2 separate regions of the Mus musculus genome follow, and region 1 is linked to region 2. Evidence: chromatin contacts called from public promoter capture Hi-C data. All regions are on one chromosome and are shown on one strand. Each heading gives the region's core, a stretch centred on a gene start, on an enhancer-like site or on the middle of the called end of the contact. The rest is flanking DNA. Distances are from core to core; before and after follow the strand shown. Region 1 holds the start of Stpg2 (sperm tail PG rich repeat containing 2). Region 2 overlaps Tspan5 (tetraspanin 5).

Region 1 (7,263 bases), core at 588-3,087, 450 kb before region 2:
CACACTGGGCACATGGTGCAAAAGAACAGAAGTGACAAAAAATGATCTTAAGAATATTATCAAGTTAGAATGGCTGAACTGTAGGTCATGTGTAGGAGCATGTACAGGTGTTTGGAAAGATCAGACTAAATGGAACACAAGACCGGGGGTGATAACAAAAAAGAATTCTACTACCATTGATGAGTTTAGATTTTTTAACCCTGCCGTTAACAAAAATAAATATATTTTTTGTTTTTCAAATAATGTATGTTTTTTAAACATACTACTAAACACAAAATGAAAGATAAAATTATGACACTGAGACAGAAACAACATGCTACTGATTTAATTGAGAAAAAATAAATTGGATTGTATTAAATTGGGTAGCTATGAACAAAGGGGAAGAATTTCTGAGAGATTGTGAACATTTAACCAATGGTCTTAAAGGCCAAGAGAAATGGCCAGGCAAAAAAAGTAAGCTAGAGTTCTAAAGCTTAGACCAGCCATGCAAGGATGTCTGTAAAGTGACTGACAACGACGCAGACTTTAAGCCTGTGGGAAACTTAGAGACATAAACCACCTCTATCTCTATAAAGAATTTCACTTGGGAGTGGCTGGATATAAATGGTGATTGAAGTAACAGATATGAATAAGAGAGTACAATGAGCAAAGCAACAAGAACAAGATGTAAAGCTAAGTATCTTATAAATTTAGCTGTGCATGATTAGTGGGAAAAAAAGAAAAATAAAACATGATTCCTTGCTTCAGTACCGAATCATGTGTCAGGTACTGAACAGCAGGAAAAAAAATGAGACAGAAAGCAACAAAGAAAGTGGTCAGCTGTACCAAAATAAAGGTCAAAAAAAAAAGTTATGGGTGTGCAAAAGCATCATAGGTGTGCCCATTACAGATGGTCACTGGTAAACACAAGATGCTGGGGAATACATGCTTATACCATCTCAACAGTACTTGGCATAGGTACCAAAAATGCTGAGGACAGATGCTGAAAAGATGTAAAATTTGAGATCTGAAACGCAAACAGAATTTTACCATGTCCAGAGAAACTTAAACTAACCATAATGGAGCAGGGATGTAAACAGAGTACTCACTCCTGGAACTTTAAGGGGGCAGGAGGTATTTTATATCTACTGAAAAATGCAGGTTTACAAAAGAAACCACTAGAATTTGGGTGGTATTAAACTCAAACAAAAACAAAAACCAGAACTTTAAAAGCAGAGACCGAATTAGAAATATTTATTAAAAGTTGGACCTAATTCACAAACTGGGGGGGGGGGGGGGGGTGAGAAATGAAGAAAAGCAATTAACTACTTCAATTATTAGTCCCTAGGCCACCCCTGAAGGCTATAACTTTTCACAGAATGTAGAAAGAGGGTCTCAGTATAAAGCCAGGGATGGTCAGATAACTTCACTCCGGGGAGTGGGGGAGATTGGGGACGGGATCCAATTTGTAAGTGATAATACAGAATAGAAATGTAAACAATTACATCGTGGTAAATAAATCTGATTAAAGTGTGTGCAAAAGCAAGTATTGTGTTTCATACAGTCACAAACTTGTTATGTCATACAGTCAAGAGCCAAGGAATCAAAATCCTGGTTCTAGTATCGTCTCTACCTGCGACGTGTTACATTTCTGAACAGTGGTCCTTTTTGACTTTGTGTTTAACCTGAGGGCAGGCTGAAGGCGGGCCGTCTGTCACCGCAAGCTGGCCATCAGCATCTTACCTGTGGCCTGCTGCTTAGGAAAAGGTACCTGGTAGGTCCCAGGCCCCACGTGCTCCTCGGTGCTGCCGCGGTTGGCACAGTCGAGCCAGCGCGGAGCACGGTCATACATAGTGATGAGGGGCGGGGCCCACGGGACCGGAAACTAGACAGGCGGCCTGCGTCGTCCCTACACGCGGGACTAGAGTGCGAGCTGCGTGCTGACTGGCTCAGCGGCGTCAGCTTTCCCTCGGGTCCTCGGCACAGAGGTAAAGTGGCGAGGACAGCAGCCAGAGGACCCGCCCGCCAGCCCGCCAGCGTTCAATTCAGCGCTCACGGGTCACGCCAGAGACCGGGCTTAGCCGCCTGAACTTCCGGCTCTGGCTCCGCCCACTCCCCGCCTCCCGGAAACCTTGGAAGGGCAGAGGCCGGAAGGACTCGGGCCTGTAGGTGCACTTCCGGCACCGGCCTCGGAGCATTTCCGGTCGAGCGCTCAGAGCTCGGAGATGTCTTGTAGAGTCTGACGAAGCTCCCTGCGCTAGGCAGGGCGGTGCTGCACCTCAGCTCCACCTCAGCTCCGCCTCAACTCACCTGCTTCCTGTCCCAGAATACCTTCGCTGCGCAGAAAAGCCCTAGAAACGCACTAGAAGGAGGCGAATTAATTTGATTTTGATTTGCCTTCCCTGTAAATCAGGGTGACTGGAAAGACCCGGGGGGCGGGGCAGCGAGGCGGGGACAGGTGGAATAGAAAAGCTCGGGACCCCAAAACAGGGTTTGGGATCAGCAAAGTCCCCCTTCACTCCTGTCAAAAAGGCATCCTCTGAATAAAGTCACTACTGAATCTGACCTGCAGGCCATCAAGATTTCTAAAGGAAAGCTGGGAACGCAGAGGGTTGGGGGCGGGGGTGGGGGGGTGACAAGAAATGGCAACATCTGAAAAGGGGAAAGCTTGCCTACTGAAGCAAGTCAAGGGCAAGGGCTAAAAACTGCTTCTGGTGTTGGACACGGATAAATGGCAACATTGTCTACAAAGTAAGGTGAAGGCATCGAAAAAGCCCAAGCCACCCTCATCGATCCACTGAATCTTCAGCAACAGGCGCTGGAGAGTATCAGAATCCATCTATGTGTTTGGTTGGTTTTTTTCATTAAGAAATCCACACAGCTTCTAAACATCCTTAAAGGCTTAGGCCAGTGGTTCTCAACCTTCTGAATGCTGCAACCCTTTAATACGGTTTCTCAACTTGTAGTGGCCCCATACCATAAAATCATTTTCATTGCTACTTTATAACTTTGGTACTGTTAGGAAGCACAATGTAAGTATTTTTGGAGGTAGAAGTTTGCCAGTGGGGTTGTGACCCACAGGTAAAGAACCACTGGCTTAGGCAATCCTTCCATGGCCCTGCCTTACCCACAAAAGAGCTAGAGTGCCTCAGTCCCCAATACAAACTTAAATATATTTAAATTTTGTGATTCTTAGTTTGCTACTTAGTTCTGAATTAATTGTGGCATCTCTGTTAGAATACTCAAAAAGTATGTGTGTGTGGTTCCTAAGAATCTTTTGATGTCTTCTACTAAACAGCTGGATCATTACTTACTTGAAAAGAACTTATTGGCAAATGTATATAGTTCTCTTACTCTTCTAAGTTAACCTGGATACAAATAAAACTAAAGCCCCTGTCCCTGGGTAGGTCATGAATAGCCCAAGAAGGGGCAAGCAAGGTATACAGAATGGCAAGAGAATATCACAAGCACTTGGGAAACTTATTTGTAATGAAGTGTTTAACTTTCTTGTTAACCTTAATGCTTCCTACATTCTTATAAAACTCATAAGTAGCTGGGAAGTGGTGACACATGCCTTTAATCCTAGCACCCAGAAGGCAGAGGCAACAGATCTCTGTGAGTACCAGGCCATCCCAGTCTACCAAGTGAGTTCCAGGACAGCAAGGACTACACAGAGAATCCCTGTCTCAAAAAAGGAAACATAAGAGTTCTTGGTGGGGGTTTTTTGTTTGTTTGTTTTGTTTTTTGTTTGTTTGTTTTGCCTCATATATCTGGCAAGATCCCATTCAGAAGAACTAGAATGGATGTGCAATGACATACTAGAAAGAGTCACAGATAAAAGGATGGAAAATTGTGTCATTAAAAGTCATGTTTCCTTTAACAACCTATTGGACATTCCTTATATATCATTTGCTCTTGGTAATAAAAGCCAATATATCAATTCAGACAGCATGTTCATGCCAGAGTATAGCATTGATAGCCTGGTTGTGCTATAGCAGTAGGGTAGCTTGCCATTTGTCCAGAAATTGAAGAAAATACCTAGGTAGTGAGATAAAGGATTTATTCGAAATCTACCAACAGGGATGCTGGCAGGGGTGAGAGTGACCATGCTAACATTGAGTGTACAGAGGGATGGAGCACAGAGCGATGCTGTGCAGCTGAGTGTCCCCTTTCCACCAGCAGTAGTGTCCAGCTGCAGCAAGAGCATCTCACAGTGCTTTTCATTGCACCTGATGAACACAGGGAAAGGGACTTTGGAAATCAGACCACATAAGCAGTGATTTCATTGGCTTCCTAGACTGTTTTGTCCTTGCATGACCAGCATGCAAAGGAACTGCTGAATGGTCCTATAGATGGCAGGTTTCCTCTAAAGATAACCTAGTTGGCCATTGTTCCCATGATATATGAGAATGAGTTACTCTAGAAAGCCCTTACCTAAATGTTCTCATCTCAACCTGTTTTCTTTGTCACATTGCTCAGAGTCTTAGGAAAAGAAAGGGTCATTTCAGGAACATGGTAGTTAAGTGTCCTTCTGAGAGATGATTCACAAGTCCCATGGAGGAGATGACAATGGAACATAGTCATATCCTTCTCTGGCTGATTGCTGTCTTTAATGCACAAATTACCCCTTCCTTGAGTAGATTTGGGGTTAGATTAGCAATAGAAGTGGTAGGGTGTTACCTGCCTTCTATCTGGCTTAAGTTTTTGACCATTGAGAGGGTGGGAGAGCAACCACCTCAAGCTCATTCACAAACCTGTAATAGGGAACCTGTGCCTGAAATACCAGCTTGGTACACAGTGTTCTTTGCCTAGCCTGTCTCCTGGGAGAGCATTCTTTCCTCAAGGACTTCATAGGGATGAGTGGATGATCAATGGCAGAACTTCCAGACCCTTAATAATTTTATAATGCTTGATCTCCAACAATTCTGCATTCTTAAGTCTTTATTTTTAGCATGGAAATATGTCTTCACTGTATATTTCCAGCAAAAAGTTTCTTCTTGTGGTTCAATAACCAGAGTATATAGCACTTACGGATTAGAAATTACTTTTAAATAAGAAAAGTAAATATTTTTAAAAGTCTCTCATTGTGTCTCTTGAACAGTCCTCATTGAGTGTGCTACTTAAAAATGTTAATTATAATTATCCATAAGCACAATATAGATAATTTGGTCCAGCCATTCACAGTGCCTAAATCAAAAATGTTTAATGCTATTTAGCAGCACTCTAGTTGAACATTTCCATGGTGTTAGCAAGAGCTGTTTGGACTAAAATTTATCTGACCTTAGAATTTATGCTTCTTCCATTTCTACCTAATACCTCCTTTCAGAATAAACTTTTTAATGGAGCCTTATGCAGATGTGGTGTCTTGCATTTTTAATCCCAGGCTTCAGGAAACAGAAGTGGACCTTTGTGAGTTCCAGGACAAGCAGGACTACAGAGTGAAACCCCTTCTCAATGAAATAAAAATGGGAGGTGGTTCAGCAGCCAAAAGCACTGGCTGCTCTTAAAAATTGCAGGACCTACATGGAGGCTCACAGCCACCTTAACTCCAGTTCTAGGGGACCAATGCCCTCTTCTAAGCCTCTGAGAGCAACAAGCATGTAAGTAGTATACAGGCAAAAACATTCAGGCAAAACGCTTACAGCCATAAAATTAAAAATACGTTTTAAATGTATATAGAACAAAAGCAGAATTTTGTTAATAACAAATTCCATGAAATCAATGTGATTCTTTATCAAATATGCAGTGTAACTATGTGGTGAGGAAATACACAGATTAATTTGTCTACGTAGAATTTAGATTAATTTAAAATGATTAATTTAAAAATATGATATATTAAGTGCCAAATGAAAGTGGAGAATTCTGACTTACCCAGTGACTGAATACTGTTTAATGTAATATGCCAAGATGATTTAGAAAATAATTTCATTTTTTGTTGTTGTTGTTGTTGATTGATTCATTTTGCTTTTTTGAGACTTGATCTTGAAGTGTAGGTAAAGCTGGCCTCAACTACAAATTTTACCTTCTGTCTCCCCACTACAGTGATTACAGATATATGCTACCATGCCCAGTTTAAAGCTAAATTCATTAACTCATTGTGACTTTAATTTTCCATTGCTTTGCCTATTGGTAAAAAGGAATGAGTCACTTTACATTTATCAAACAGAGCTAAATAAACCCTATCAATGTTGATGGAGGTCACACTGTGTGTTTCAAAGATTGCAAAGTATATTTTACGTATTTTTGTTCAGTATAGAATTTCATTGCTCTACATTTCAGTAAATGCATTTTAGAATTACTTCCTTTTTTCCCTGTTCTTACCAAGCAGTATGTGAGCACTTGACAGGAAGAACTCATTTCTTCTACAGCAATGTGGCAAATTCTATTAATTTATCCACTCCATACTGAAGCTTAAGGCCATTAAATGTATTGGCCAGTATGTCATAGATTACTGAGTGGTGGAGGTAGATATGAAGCCAGCCTGAGTCCATAGCTTGGTTTCATTCAAAGATGCATGGTCTCACGGTAAATCATGCATTTCCCAGTTGGTTTTTTTGGTTTGGTTTGGTTTGGTTTGGTTTGGTTTGGTTTGGTTTGGTTTGGTTGTTTGTTTACTTTTCTTCATGTTTGATTATTCCTCTTGAAGAAATTACTGGAGACAGTTTTTCAAGGATGGAATGGAGGCTTCATTATAGCAGAGTATCGTTATGCCCAATCACAGTGCTCTCCATACCTTGATGGTGACTCCCCTTCTTAACATCATTTTATGGACCAAGAATAACCTGCTATAGCCCCAAGTGCTATTGGCAGCAGGCAGGAAGAACAAAGATGCAGTCCTCTCCCTCTCAAGAAGGCTTGGTGTCTCTTTCTTTTTCTTTCTTCTTTGCCCTGTTTTTCTTCTTCTTCCATTATATCTTATTCTCTCTCACAACTGCTGTATACATTGAGATACATGCATATCTAGGTGTTTGTTTAATACCTAACATAAATGCCCCACAACCACTTCATAAGGACTATGCCAAGACTTAAATCTTAAATTCTTTTTCCCCTTTAGGAAGCCTGATTCTCCCTCTCTCTCTTCCCATTTCTGTTCTAAAGAACAAACCTCATCCCATAGATAAGGCTGTGAAACTCTTACATGACTTCTCCTCCCACATGCAAACAACTGCCAAGTTCTGTTACTTCCACCTCTGCGATCTTGCTGAAATCCACCTCCTCATCCCATTCTCACTGCCATTTTGTTGATGCTCTGAGCACCGTTGGATTTTTTTCTAATAGCTCAAA
Region 2 (7,397 bases), core at 1,202-3,701:
CAGGCACTAAGGACTTACCATACAGAGCACAGGAGGCAGCAGGAACATCATTCTGGCCTGGGTTCTCTTTGCTCTAAAGGTCAAAGGTGAATGCTGTCCATGCAGTGGGTAGGCATCATAGCTGAGGAGCAATGTTTGGGATTCTGGGGCCCCACTGTCCACAGAGGCTGCTCTTTGTCTGGAGAAAGACATTACATCATGTCTGAAGGATGAAGGCTGCTCCCTATGAACAACCAGAGCAATGGCCCAGGTAAAGCTCACTCTCACTACAACCGCCAGGAACGCTGTCCAAGAAATCACCCAATGCCTGTGTGGGCTTCCAAACATAGATGAGTATCCCTCTGCAGCTCCCAATCTCAGCCATTGCTTCTCACGAGCCTCAATACACTCTTCCCATCACGGCAGCAAACAGTAAGGCCCTTCCTGGAAAGGGGCTTTGACATCCACAAGACACAACTCCAAGAAGCAAGCACGTCCCTCGGTGTGGTAACCAACCTCAGCTTTGGCTTCTCATCTCCCTCCCCAGCCCACTTTTTCACCTTTAGAACTTTTGTGAAGAGGCAGAGGATGGCCTCAGACTAGGTAAGGGTTGAGCTACAGGAATCTCCTATGTCAAGGAAGGAACAGAAATCGTCTATGACAGTTCAGAAGGTGAAAATCAATCCAAACTCTGCTGCAGATGCTCACAGCACAGAGCAGGAGAGTTATCTTTTACTATAGCATCCATGTTTTCCCTTTAGACCTAGAATTTTACCTCTCAGACAACTAAAAATACCAGAGCCCTTAATGTTCGGCAGCTCGTAGACACCTCTTGTTTAAAACTATTTTTAAAATTATAAGCATACAAGTGTAAATTCAATTAAGAGAATGTAATAATCTGGATGAATTATATGCTAATAAACTAAGTAATTTCATAAGCATACCTATTTGTGTATAGCAATTTTTTTGTAGTGGGGGCCAAATGGATGCTTATTTTGTTCCTTAATGAAAAAAAAAATTACTTCAAATTTAATTAAATTATTTCAATGGATAATTATTACTCAGTATATTTTAAGCAGTTTTTAGGCATACTTATGTATATTTAATTGTAATTATAATGCGGATATAAATGGCCTCAAAAGGACCCCCTAGCTGGGAAAATAATTTAGTTGGTAAAACGCTTGCTACACAAACATAGGGAACCTAAGTTTGATTCCCTAAAAGCCACTTTAAAAAAACAAAGAAAAAAAAAGCTAAGTACAGTGGTACACATTTGCAATCCCAGTACTCACAAGGCAGAGACAGGAGATGTCTTGTATGCCAGTGCAACCTAACTGGTGAGTTCCATGCCAGGGAGAGACCCAGTCTCAGAAAACAAGGTGGACGGCGTCTGAGATATGACGTCCACGTCACACCCATGCACGCCGGGGCACCTACACACACAATGCGCACACACAGGGTCCCCACGTAAGAGGAAAGCTCGGTGACAGCACAGAAGCAGACCGTCGCAACACATGGACACGGTGAGAGCATGTGGCAGCTGTCCCCAGGCCAAACCTTACCATCTACTAGCCAAGGAAAAGGATGGACTTCCAAGATCCTTCCGTGGGAGCAGGACAATGGAAAGCAAGCTTGAAAAGTGACAGATTCCATCCTTCAGGGAACACATCCTAAACCTGACAACACCCTTCTCAAGGGACAGAGACCCAGAGCACACCGTGACAGTGGGGTACTTTCTGGAAGTCCCTGTTCACCTGCACTCCTTAGCATGCTGGTGTCTGGGGTGACCCTAAAGATGTTGCCTATACATACTCACACAGGTAGGAGTGTCAGGGCCTACATCTGAGCCCAGGCTGTCTTTTACCCACTGCAACATTCTCGGCCTAGCCTGGGATGGGGAGGGAACAATGGAAATAAAGAGATGTCTGTTTTTCACAGACTATGTTTTTAATCCTCTCTGGAGCTCAGCAGTGCAAAACAAACAACCAAGATTCCACAGATATTTGCACTCCATAATAAAAATACAAAACAGGACATATGTGAACTCAGAGATGCTTTATCACCCCACATCCTCAAACACCTAATAGCTTTCTTAAATATTGGAGACAACAATCTCAAACAACGCCTGTGCGATCCGGCCTAATCTACTCAATATGCAGCTTAGGCGCCAACTAATTGTGTTTCTGCTAACTTAACAGCTGCATATGGAGTCCATATGAGGCAGAAGTTTCTTGGCCGCTCATTCCAAAGCATGAGAGTAATACATAATAAATAACCTGAATAGTTACTTAACATAAGCAAGGTTGATGTTAATCAAAATGACTGAGCCAAAACTGTCAAGTCGAGCCAAATGGAGTGAGAGAACGGGGACTTGGCAGCTCGGGTGATTCGGCGCTCAGGCATCCTACCAATAGCACTGCCAAATGCCACCTTCACCCCAGATCAGTGTGTAAATGGTATACAGACATCCTCACCACTGGCCAGGCTAAAACCTGACCCGTGAGCGAACCCACAGGGACTCTGACTGTCCTCTCTGCACACTGCCCCTACAAGTAAGGCTGAGGGCATCTCAGACCTATAAAATGAAAAGCTGCCAGAAAAAAAGAGCTCTGTCCCCTGTTTTATAACTTACAGCCGGAGAATAAAATCCATCCTTAAGAGGAGATTGCAGAAAGATGACTGGTAGGTAACAGAGACTAGAGGATTTTTCACGTCCTTTTCAACATGCAAGTCTTAAGGTTACATAATCAGGTCTGCAGAAGGCCAATTAAAGCACGGTTCCTTCCAGTACTCTGCCCTAAATAGACCAACTAAAGAACAACGGATTAAATATTTGCACAGCCATTTCTGTTCAAAAGAATCCCAATCCTCTATTCTGTCTGCAGCAGGCTAGCCTTTTTATTTTGAAGACTAAGAGGGGTTTAGCCTCCCTTAAGAAGATTCCCTGCCTCCTCGATCCTGGAGTTAAAGTCAAAGAAAGAACGGGGCAAGAGAAGGAAAATTCCATGGGAAGGAACTTCAAAATTAAAACTGTGTTTTGAAAGGTGCAATAAAGAATGGGCTGTTATCCCCAGCTGTGACGCAACAATCTCCCACAGTTCAGGGTGAGATGATTATACATATCATACATATACTTTCTGACCCATCTACAAATGAGAAACACAACAGGGTTCTTCCTGTGTGCACTGTAAATATCGAAGCTGATCTCTAGCCTTATGTTGAACTTCAAAAGATTTCATTTCATCAAGTCTGGTAGCTCATGCCTATAATTCCGTCACTGGGAAGGCTGTGACACAAAGACTGCCATGAGTTAAGAGACCAGCCTGAGCTAACTTGTCTCAAAAAAATAAACAAAACGTCCCATATAGTTTGAAATGTTATAGTATGCTATGATAAAGACATTTTATTCTCTTAACATGGATAAAAATATTTAAAGGTCACATATCAGTCATTCAGATAATTACTGTACATATCTACGAAAAGACAGCACATATCTATATTTAAGACAATCCAAATATTGAAATTGCTATTTAACAGCCATCAGTGACACATGTCTGTATTTAAACTAAATAATCATATATTTTACAAAAGTGTAAGAGATATTTCCAGGTCGCTTTGGTGCCTTCCACTCATTTCTACAATGTTGATTCTTCATCTTAAGGAAAAATAGAAGTAAAACACTATTTCAAACTCTTATACAGCTGTTTCAAACTCTCACCAGATAGCAATTGAAGAACACTCTAAGCATGCAGCGAGAATACCAAGAATGGTTAAATTTTGCAGACCTAAGGAAAAATGAAGATGCCATATACACCCAGGCAGCTCTTCACTCTTGATTCTCAAGACCAGCAGGCAAAGCAAAAGGAGCCAGAACCAAAGGAGCACTGGTCTCCTTAGGATTCCTGCTATGACATTCAAAATCTAGGAAGGCTGTAGAGCTGCTCCCCTTGAGCTGTCACAGGGACAGTGGCTGTCATTCCCCAGCTAAGTGGGGCACAACCAAGGCAACAGAGAACTAGGAAATCCCAGCTACAAGGTTCAGCACAGAAAGTCATAGTCAGCGGCTCAAAAAAGGAAGAGATGAGAGCTATTGTTTTGCAAAGCTCCTTATCACTGGCCATTCCTTCTCTTAAAAGTACACAGTTTCTCAAATGCCTGCAGGAGGTTTATTGATTTTCCTTTCTTTCCCTCTTTCTGGTTGACTGAAACCAGTGTTTATTCACAAGGCATTGCTCTGTATGCTGAAAACACTTATTCTCAATGTTGTCCTGAGGGGGAAGACGCTAGTAAAGGCAAAACAAACGCTTAAAGGGTAGTGATGTAGCAGTATCCACTTCAAAGTGAGGCTAAAGTCATAGCCTCACGGATGACTAGAGAGAAACTCTAAGATGACTGGCTGGCTAGCTGGCTCACTGGATGGATAGATGGATGGATGGATGGATGGATGGATGGATGGATGGTGGATCATAATTGTCTGGATGGATGGATAGATGGTGGGTTGGATGGATGGATGGTTCATAGTTGTCTGGATGGATGGATGGACGGATGGTTCATAGTTGTCTGGATGGATGGATGGATGGATGGATGGATAGATGGATGGTTCATAGTTGTCTGGATGGGTGGATGGATGGATGGTTCATAGTTGTCTGGATGGATGGGTGGATGGATGGGTGGATGGATGGATGGATGGATGGATAGATGGATGGTTCATAGTTGTCTGGATGGATGGATGGATGGATGGATAGATGGATGGTTCATAGTTGTCTGGATGGGTGGATGGGTGGATGGATGGTGGGTTGGCTGGATGGCTGGGTAGTTGGTTGGTTTTGTGCAGTTGTTTGCTGCTTTCAGCATTTGGATAGAAGCTTCCAGTTCCAGTTGAACCCAATGAAAGTATTACTAGGATTATGAGCATCCTTACTTCAAAATTCTATCCATGTTTTTATATTGCTTTCCCAATAGAAAAGCACACAATAATTATCCTGTTCCTTAAAAGTGCATCAAATAACAAGATTTAAGCCATGTTGAACTCAACCATAAAGTAAACAGGAGAAGGTGGAGCCTCCTAAGACAGACTGCAGAAACATTTAAGGTTGACTTCCTGTGAGTCTGAGATACACCCCCAAATTATTTTCCCTTTGTACCTCAACTCTAACTACTCAGTGACCAAGGGTTCACAAGTTTTCAGAAGTCGAGGAGACTTCTGCTTCCCAAGCCCAGCACTCTAAAGAAACAGAATACGCGAAAGACAAACATGTTAACACATTCTACAAACAGGGCACCTCCAGAAACTGTGACTTTCAACTCATAAACACATATGGCCTTGCAAACTGCTTAAACATGGAATTTCCCAAAGGAAGATTCTGAGAGATGTGGGGTTCCAGAGGAGACAACTTCAAACCATGGCCATAAATTACCTTGAGTGGGGATGCTCTTTCCTCTCCGTTTTATTCATTCTTTGCTCTGATAAAGGAGATATTCTTCAACTGGTGCCAAACTGCCAAATACTCTTACACCTGTTAACTTCCTCTATAACAAAGGAAGCAAGCCTGGGCCTCGGCCTGCCAGCAATTCCCAACAGCTACCTACAAGTGAATAGGCCATGTTTTTGTCATTGTGTGCCTCTGAGTAGAGATTTTTTTTTTAATTTTCCCCTTCTTAAATAGTATATTTAATGTTTAAGCACAGAATTGACTTAAAAGAAAAAAAAACTTGAAATGGGCGGATCCTTGTGACTCAAAATGTCATTATCAAACAGGAAGCATCAAGGGGGAGATTGCTCAAGGTACATGCCACATCACAGGCCCCTTTCTTGACTACCAAACCCAAGTATGGGTTACGGGAGTCTCATACACCATGCAGGCACCTGAAAGACTCTGTGAAGACACAAGTTTGTCCAAGGCCATGCTACTCTTACAATGATTGGCCCTTGGAGGTTGCACTTGGAATCATAGGGAGTAAGATTCCTAGAGATGATAGGGTTCCAGAGGACAAAGTACAGGGTCTTCGGCACACCTTCTACATGGCAACCCAGGAGCAAGGTTCTTTATGCCTCCAGCCTTGCATGAACTGTGATGCCTTTTCTGCCAGGGTTAAGGGAGACCGTGGTGAGCTGGTGAGCTATGGCAGCCAGTGCCTTCCATGTCAGCCAGCCATATTGAGATACAAGTGCACAGCACATCTCATTTAAGTACCAGAGAAGCCAGTCAGTCCATCACTCATTCACAGAGATGAGTGGCCCAATCCTTCGGTGATGTGGGTGGTACAGGCCAAAGCCTAACTGGGCGTCACTTGAAAGGGCACATGAGGGTTAACTCACAAGTCATTGCTATCTCTGGCAGGGTGTTCATTCTCATGACATGAAGAATGCAGTGTGTGTGTGTGTGTGTGTGTGTGTGTGTGTGTGTGTATGTGTATGTGTGTGTGTGATAAAACATGGCACTGATATGTAGTGTTTACATTACAATAAAAAGCTAGAACTATAGTCAGGCCACCTAGAGAGCTTTAGAATCCCCACATTTAGGAGACGCTAATAAAGTACTTTCAATCCCCATCCTACACCCTGATACTAAATGTCAGGCTTAGTAGCAGAGCTGAGCTTCTGAAACCTGACTTCCTGGTACAAAATTCTAATATGGGGCAGTATGGTTTTGCAAAAAAAAAAAAAAAAAAAAGATTCACTCTAACCAGCTGTGATGGTTCGTCTCATTGTCAAGTTGACTTGACCACCTAGAAAACACAAGAGCCGGCATTCCACTTTCTCCACATCTTGGCCTATCAAAATGTGAGGAGCTCTAACCATACAACCACCCAGCCACAAACACGGCATCCCTTCCCCAGCATGACAGGCTATACCTCTGAAAGGTGAGCAAAAGTAATCTCTCTCTCCCTTTCACTGTCTCTCACCGGTATTTGGTCACGGCACTGAACAAATCACTGGGTACTGGAAGTAAGAGAATAACAATAAATAAACAATAGCTATGAATTCATGGCCTGGTCTTCATGATAGGAATTCTGTTCTATCCAGGACAGTCTGAAGAGCACTGAGAACAGTTGCTGGATCTACTTTTCTTCAGTTATTCTGAGAATACACTTGCGCAGAGAGCAGAAAGTGTATGTTACATGGTACCATTATCTTAACGGTCCTGAAGAAGGGATGGAAAGCTAACGAAAGACATGATGGGGTTGAGAAACCAGTAGTAACTGCCAATACAGATGGGACATTCAGGCAGCTTACACATCTTTCCTCTCATCCTCACAACTGAGATAGATTATTCTAGGTTTTAATAGTCCCGTTAAGAATATTAATTAGGGCTGGAGAGATGGCTCAGTAGTTAAGAACACTGACAGCTCTTCCAGAGGTCCTGAGTTCAATTCCCAGCAACCACATGGTGGCTCACAACCATCTCTAATGGGAT

What was found. Promoter capture Hi-C pulls out the DNA fragments that hold promoters and counts their contacts.
Region 1: a contact with region 2 is called in a promoter capture Hi-C map of hippocampal neurons, with 2.6 times the contacts expected there. The contact joins the promoter of Stpg2 here to the enhancer-like site in region 2. A contact is called at or near these places in 5 of 39 promoter capture datasets (the C10 cell line, HPC-7-derived erythroid cells, hematopoietic stem and progenitor cells and 2 more), 2 of 484 Hi-C or Micro-C datasets (myocytes and olfactory sensory neurons) and 1 of 115 datasets of contacts at active chromatin or transcription factors (memory CD8 T cells).

What each region holds. Positions count from the first base shown.
Region 1 is chr3:139,200,467-139,207,729 of GRCm38.p6, reverse strand. It overlaps Stpg2 (sperm tail PG rich repeat containing 2), which reads right to left and starts at 1,837. Exons shown (of 14, transcript NM_198659.2): 1 at 1,723-1,837. The coding sequence starts at 1,831.
Region 2 is chr3:138,755,830-138,763,226 of GRCm38.p6, reverse strand. All of the region lies in intron 1 of Tspan5 (tetraspanin 5), which reads right to left. Among named protein-coding and RNA genes, the nearest start is that of Tspan5, 17 kb to the right of the region's middle. Within about 2 kb of position 2,451, at least 69 of the 459 cell types and tissues checked have an H3K27ac peak or open chromatin away from gene starts, as enhancers often do. A contact at or near this core is called in hippocampal neurons, where this site is marked.